Linked DNA regions of Xenopus laevis: region 1 is linked to region 2. Evidence: chromatin contacts called from public Hi-C data. All regions are on one chromosome and are shown on one strand. The core of a region is the stretch at or near the end of the contact, and the rest is flanking DNA. Distances in the headings are between cores, read along the strand shown.

What was found. A called contact is a pair of places that touch in the nucleus more often than the background predicts.
Region 1: a contact with region 2 is called in a Hi-C map of the XL177 cell line, with 6 times the contacts expected there. The contact joins the enhancer-like site here to the promoter of mmadhc.S in region 2. A contact is called at or near these places in 2 of 4 Hi-C or Micro-C datasets (the XL177 cell line and the XTC cell line).

Annotation. Positions count from the first base shown.
Region 1 is chr9_10S:59,679,825-59,683,759 of Xenopus_laevis_v10.1, forward strand. No RefSeq gene overlaps it. Among protein-coding and RNA genes, the nearest start is that of nmi.S, 30 kb to the right of the region's middle. Within about 2 kb of position 1,942, at least 1 of the 7 cell types and tissues checked has an H3K27ac peak or open chromatin away from gene starts, as enhancers often do.
Region 2 is chr9_10S:59,318,408-59,322,362 of Xenopus_laevis_v10.1, forward strand. mmadhc.S (metabolism of cobalamin associated D S homeolog) reads right to left here and starts at 1,949. Exons shown (of 8, transcript NM_001096531.1): 1 at 1,819-1,949.

The DNA.
Region 1 (3,935 bases), core at 692-3,191, 360 kb after region 2:
GTCGTAGTTACTGCCTTGGATATGTCCTGCATTCTACTACAATACTTTGAGCAGCACCCTCAGCACCCAGTTTGTTTTCTCGAGATGTAATGCATAGTCTCTAAAAATATTTCTTTATGTATTTTAACTAATGTGAACACTTCAGCATCTTAATAAAACTAGTCTAGAATTGGTTGGGCAGCTATGTGCCACTCAACAAATCAAAAAAGTTGTTATTTGGGTAGTGAGCCATCTCCTACAAAAGCAAATTGGTATTAAAACCACTGAATATGCTCTCCCAAATTACAGAGAGCCAGAGAAGCAGAAGGCAGCAAGGAATAGTGGGTTTCCTTGAGAATACAATGGTATTGGGCAGCCCAGCATGCTGTACTCTGAAAACTTTTTTTTGCTAAAATTGTAACTTGTGTGTGTGTTAAACAATGTGGAAATAAAAAGATATGAAGTAATAGCACATATTTACAGAATGGTATATATTTATAATTTGCAGCTCAGAAGAAGTAGTGGGCCTCGAGGTTTCAGGTCTCACGTCTTCCCCGCAGAGACGCCATGGAGTATCAGGAAGTTGGGATCCTAAAGGCTGGATAACCCGGGGTGTTGAACATACACAGTAGTACTGGGATTAGAAGCCATGATAAATGTTAAAAGAAACTTTTATAAACTTAGGGAAGTGATTATCAGTAATGGTAATTACCAGTAATCGTTTGTATGTACAAACTTGAAATAGTAGTAAGAGGCAGGCAGAGACACAGTCCAGAATCAGGTCAAAGAGTCAAGGCAGGCGGCAGACAAGTGAAGTTGGGGGACAGGCCAGGAGTCAGAACTGGGGAAACCAAGAGCAGGGAAAAGAGGTAGCAGCACTCCCATAATAGAAAACCGCCTGACAACTTTGTCAGCTTGAAAAAGGACCAGGAGGTCCGAAACGTTGCTGTGCCAGATGTAATTCTGAAATAAAGGCGGTTTTATTCTATTATGGGAGTGCTGCTACCTCTTTTCCATGTAGTTTGAAAAATGTGAAGGCGAAGATATTAATTGGCGTGCACCCCTTGAAGTAAGCCTGTTTAAACTTAATGCTGGATGCCTATCTATATGAATCCAAGAGCAGGGTTAGGAGGAACACAGGAGTACTAGAACAAACAGTGCCGGGCCAACGAGGGCAGGCGCCCCAGGCAGCCTGGCCCGGCAAAGCGCCCAATACCTGAGTGCGCATGCGCGAAAAGACAAATGCGCATGCGCAAAAAAATACAAGTGCGCACTTCCGTTTTTCGCACATGCACACTAGTATTTTTCGCGCATGCGCACACACATACGTCGGCCAGTGTAGGGACCGGACTGGGGGATAGCAGAGGCAGAGAAGGTACGTGCCTGGCGCCCCTCCAGCTTTGCGCCCTAGGCACGTGCCTACTCTGCCTACCCCTAGTTCCGGCCCTGAGAACAAGGCAAGAACCTGGAAAATGACTTGGAATCAGGAACAAGGCAGGAATCTAGAACAAGGCAGGAATCAGGAACAAGGCAGGGAATCAGGAACCAGAGGGAGAGTCAAGGTAACAGGATACAAGATCGGAAGTCACAGGAAAGAGAGAGGCTAGATCACAGAAACAGCTTAATGACCAATCACTGGGCAAATGTCAGGGTCAGGCTTTTAAAGGGTCAGGATAGTATAATGAAATACAGATGGGGATAACAAGATGGGTGGAGAGATGAAGCAGAAGACAGTAGTATAACAGGAGAATAACAAGAAGAATAATGAACAAGACAGCACTAAGGACCTCCACTGGCACAAAAAGTAAGTGCACAAGTAACTCAGCACGTCCAGAGTTTGAAACCCAGCAAGTCCTGACACCAGGCACTTGTATGCATTTACATTCCACAACACTGGGGGCTCCTGTAGTTGTGAGTTCCAAGTCAGAAAAAGCAGGAATGCTGAGGGTTCAGTAGACAATATTAGAGACAACAGTCCAAGGTTGTGAAGAGGCAGTGAATATAAGAAGTCAAGACAAGCTGAGTCACAGCAGGCTTGTTCAACAGGAACAAGGTTCAGGAACACATAATCACAAGGGAGAACACCTAGCAATAAATGACCAAGTTCAGCGTTCAGTGCAAGTCAAGATGTACAGCAGCATTAACACTTAGCTGAACCCCTGTGCACAATGACATACATCCCAGGATATGGAGACCAGTAAATTTGAGAAGAAAGTTAAGTGATTTGCTTGAGAATCATAAGGCAAATACAATGGCTGTAAAGCACTCACAAATTAGTAAAATGCTACTCTCTAGTGATGAGCGAATCTGTCCAATTTCACTTTGCAGATTTTTTTTTCAAAACTGTGTTGACTTTTTTTGTCTCAGCAATTTTTTGTTAAAATGCATTAAAGTCAATGGGCATTTTTTTTGTCTTGGCAACACTTTTGTCTTAGCAACTTTTTTGTTGCAGTGAAAGTTTTCATGGTGGATTTTTGCCACTATTTCATGAAAACATTTGCAGATGGTGAAATGCAGAAATTCACCGCAAATCCATGCCTTGGCGAAAAAGTTTGCTCATTACTACTACTACTCTCTCAAAGAAAAAACCCGGTGGGCTCCTGGCTCTTGTGGGCCCCGCTGGCAAGTCAAGTCCAAGACAAAGTCCATCAAGTCCAACCCCTCCAAATGAAAACCCAGCATCCATACACACACCCCTCCATACTTTCACATAAATTCTATATACCCATACCTATACTAACTATAGAGTTTAGTATCACAATAGCCTTTGATATTATGTCTTTCCAAAAATCATCCAAGCCATTCTTAAGAGCATTCAAAGAATCAGCCATCACAACATCACCCGGCAGTGCATTCCACAACCTCACTGTCCTGACTGTGAAGAACCACCTACGTTGCTTCAAATGAAATGTATTTTCTTCTAGTCTAAAGGGGTGGCTTCTAGTCTGGTATGGTGATCCACTTTATGGGTAAAAAGGTCCCCTGCTATTTGTCTATAATGTCCTTTAATGTACTTGTAAAGTGTAATCATGTCCCCTCGCAAGCGCCTTTTTTCCAGAGAAAACAACCCCAACCTTGACAGTCTACCCTAATAAAAATAATATATTTTTTATACCTACATTGTTTAGGGGTATAGTTCTCATTTAAGGAAGGGCAATCCAGGGAAGTCATCACTGTACCAGCAAATCTGACTGTGTCTGGAGCAGCAGTAAATGTAAGAAGCTGTGAGGTATGGGAGGAGTGAGGGGAAGAGATGCATGGAGGAAGCTGTGCTCTGCCTCTTTGGGGGATCAGAACTAGAGATGGGCGACATTTGACCCGTTTTGTTTCACCAAAAATTCACCGCCAGTGAAAAAAATCACCCATCCCTAATCAGAACTGTCTTCATCATAGCATATCAGTGACCACTTACCCTACTGGCAAGCGTGAGATGAAAGTTCTGGAAGGGAAGCTATTTACTGTATATAAAAGCCATTCTAAGGAAAGGGTAGAGTGGACCTAAAGAAGGGCTAGGAGAATAGTTTATATTTATATGGACTCAAACCTTACTTGGTAGCCAAGTATATTGTATGTAGTCAGTGTCTTTAGATATGTGGTAGCAAGACATAAATAGAGGTTAGGGTCCTTAGGTGTCACAGCACCTAGTTTATTATTGCCCCATCTATTTGTAGATCTTGTTTTTGCTGCACAACTAAGCCTAAACGGATGTTGCAATAGAACCTCCACTGTTAACTAAATATTGAGCACAAGTTTTCTAATCTTCTGCTCCTCTTTATAAAATTGTGTTCTTTATGCTGGGGCTTTAGAACTTTAATAGTTCTCTGAAAAAGTCTTGTAAATTCTAAAGGCGCAGGAAATGGATTGGTAATGAAGCATAAATAACTTGCTATGGTTTCTTAGGAAAAATAAATTCATAGCCACCTCCCTCTTTAGTTTCACTTTGGCACACACAGAGG
Region 2 (3,955 bases), core at 699-3,198:
ATATATATATATATTTCGTGGTCACAGCCTCATTGCACCCCCGCCTAATGGTTTTAAAAAATAGTGGTGAGCACAACTTTCCCTTGTTTGTTATAGTTTATACAGGAGCAGTGACCAGCTCCATGTTGTAGCTCCCACCCTTCCCAGCTATAGTCAGGTGATCCCACTGGTGTCTAATAAAAGGGCAGCCAAGTATGGGAGGTTTACTTTGAAAGCAGCTAGTCAGTTGCAGGTAAAACTTAGTCCCTTTGTAAAATGTATAATGAAGCAATAGAATTCTTAATGAATCAGATAAAATTGAGCATAGGACTGGCCAGATATGGGATGACTTTGACGTAGTTGGCCAGCTTAAATATATTGCAATATATGGACAAACAATCCCTGTGTTGTTTAAAGGGTAAGGCATTTTTCAGTAGCAGTATGTACAAAATGTCGCTGTCTTAAATATATTGATAATGGGTTGAGTGCAGAGGAATCTTGTATTTGTCTATATGTATTTTGTGGTCACAGCCTCATTGCACCCCCGCCTAATGGTTTTAAAAAATAGTGGTGAGCACAACTTTCCCTTGTTTGTTATAATATATATAGATATATATATAGTGAATAAAGTACCCCCTCTTGTAAAATATAAGGATATTATAAGTTACCGAGGAGTTTCATGACCATATAAAAACACGAGGCCAAATATCCTCATATTTTGCAACTGGGGGTACTTTATTTATTATAATACACAAGTTTCGGTGAGTCATGTGACAGGAATGACATCAGAACTCACCGTTTATAACTAATGACATCAGAACTCACCGTTTATAAGGGTATAATTTACAGGATATTCATGGCTTTTGTGTATTATATAGTGAATAAAGTACCCCCAGTTGCCCCCCTCAGAGTTCCATGACCTGTATAAAAACACGAGGCCTTCGGCCTCGTGTTTTTATATGGTCATGAAACTCCTCGGTAACTTATAATATCCTTATATTTTACAAGAGAGGGTACTTTATTCACTATATAAACAGCGCGTTCTGACGTCAGTACGCGCCAGTTATAACAGGGGCCCCAGGCCGCCGAATTTGACGCTGCGCATCCGAATTTGACGATGTGCGTCCGAATTTGACTATGCGCGTCCGAAATGGACGCCGGCGACCAGAATTTTGACTCTGACCCCCCCACAAAATGTAGATTATAATGCATAATGTACCCCCTACTAGAAATTTATAAAGATATCAGAAGTCAGCTCTGAGTTATGTGACCTTTATAAAAGCACTCGGCATGCGGCCTTGTGCTTTTATATGGTCACATAACTCCTTGTGACTTATAATATCTTTATAAATTACAGTAGGGGGTACATTATCCACTATATATATTTAAAAAAAAAAGTAAAAAAAATTTAGTTTCTACATTATGTTGAGAACATAAAAGTGGGAATTTTCTTTGGAAGTTGCTGGAAGCAAATTCATCATAATATACCTTGAAAATGAGTAAGTAAAAGTGCTGACCTCAATTATTTTGGTATAAAAAGCCTGTACATAGAAGCCCTACTGTGGGGATCCCTTCAGTGATAAAGAATCAGAGGGGACCCCTAGCAATGCAGGAAGCCTGAGGTTGGAGATTCAAAGCTTTGTACGTCTCTACTCTGCTTTATAAACAACACTGAATACAGAGACAAGTTTTACGAGGCCATTTATATCCGTGTATTCGCGCACAGGTGTATAAGAGCTCTGGATAACTGGGTTAGGTGTAGATAAGTGTGTTGTGTAGTCGTAGCTCCCACTATGTGCCCTCAATTCTCCAGTGGCCCCACAGGGCCCAGCTTCCTACCTAGTGCACTGGATCAAATATTCACAAGCCGTGTCCTCCTGCTGTCACTGCTCCACAACAGGATACGATGCAATCACTCTTCTGATTGGCCCAGTGAGCTAAACACCGCCTACAAAAGCAAGAGAGTTCACTAATGGCTAACAACGACGACAATCTTGCAAAAGGGTCGCTGGTTGGAGGTCTACTCTGATTGGACGTTAGCATTGAAGGACATGCTTCCAAACCAATGGCAGTCGAAATATGTAAGCGCGGTTGTTAAGCGTAAACGATTATGTCACACTGTATGCAGGGATGTTATACGATGGACTTTAATCATATTGCTCAATTCATACGTCATTTCTTACGTTTGTTGGCATACAGGTGTCTTTAAACAAAGGATTTCTTTTGAATAACTTCCGCAGAGCCTGGTAGTGTTAGTGGAGGATTCTGGGAGTTGTAGTTGTGGTGCAGATACGCACAGGGAACTGCTTCATTATTTTTGCTCCCTTTGATATTTGCTCCCATTTATATAACTTGTGGATATCCATCTATCCGAGTGGTTGGCAGTTTTAAAGACTGTACTTTTTTTTTTTTTTTTTTTAAATAACATCAATTCAGTCCATGGGAATTATTATCAGCATATTATTTTCAGGCCCCCAAAATGTCTAGAGCTTTATCTGTTTAACCAATATTTATTGAAATTTATTATGAATTAGGGCCTCATGGGGCCCCCTGCAGCTGTAGGGTCTGCTTCCCCTGTAGTTACGCCCCTGTCAGTGACTATAAGGGGGCCCACTAACCCTCCCTCTAACTAGGGTTGCCGCCTGGCCCGTATTTTACCTGCCTGGCCGGTAAAAATGATGCTTGATGCCAAAGTTGTAAATTGGAAAATAAACGGCAAGAATATAGGAAGGCCGGTATTTTTTTCCAGAAAAGGTGGCAGCCCTACCTCTAACGCTACCAAACTGTAACCTGTGAAGTGAATCAAAAGACTAACCAATCAGTGGAAAGCAAGAGAGCTGCAAAGCAGGAAGTAATGTTCTGGCTATTATGTTACACATCCAGTCACTCCAGCCTTTATACATTATATTTTTCCCTAACTATATTAGAAACATTATATATTTTGCATAGCCTATCTATTTACCAGATTTTATGTTTACACTAAACAATTCCTTTAAGGGTAAACTTCATAAGACTTTGACCAATCAGCTTTTGGTTTTGTACTGTGATAAGAAACCCACGTAGACATGGCCAATAAATTTAGAATCCCACCCTAGTGCCTTGGTTCCAGAATCAATATAACTCTGTTTGGACCTAAGCCTGGGGATGCATGCCATACTTATCTTGGCATTATATCTTAAAGGGGATATTAACCTACCACAACAGGGCTCCTCCATCTGCATGTGGCAGGGCTACAGCTAAGTTTGAAATCTGGCCTGTACTTTACCGACCTGGCCGGTAAAAATAATGGTTGATCCCAATGTTATTAATTGGGAAAAAGATAAATATATAGGAAGGCTGGTATTTTTTTCCAGAAAAGGTGGCGACCCTAGCTACAGCTCCAATTATACTTCCATAGATTAAAAATGTTTTTATTTTGCACCATAAAAGGAATGCAAACTGCTATATGGCATGTAAGGCTGGTCAAGGGCTATGCCCAGACTCAGCTCATGTGAACAGGTAAATACAGTGGTACATGAAGGTTTGTGGACCTTTTAGCCCATTCCTCTTTATAGAACAGCTTCAGCTCTTGGATGTTCACATGAAAAAGTAACTTTAGGTCTTTTCACAACATTTCAATTGGATTAAGGTCAAGACTTTGACTTGGTCATTCCAAAACATTCACGTTAATCTTCTTTAACCATTCTTTTGGTAACCATTCTGATTTATCACCCCTCATCTGATTCACTGAAGCAGATAGACACTGATGAAAGGGTTTGCAAACATTGGGGCAGATTTACTAAAGGGCGAAGTGGCTGTTGCTAGCGAAAATTCGCCAGAAATCTTATCCGCAGGAACATCGCCAATTTACGAACAGGTGTAGACGACAATTCACTGTGTCGCTAGAGCAGTTTCGCTGGCAAATTTTTTCTGAGGCGAGCAATCGTTACTCTGCAAATTCACTAAAGTGCGAATTTTACAAAACGTTACCTCTTTC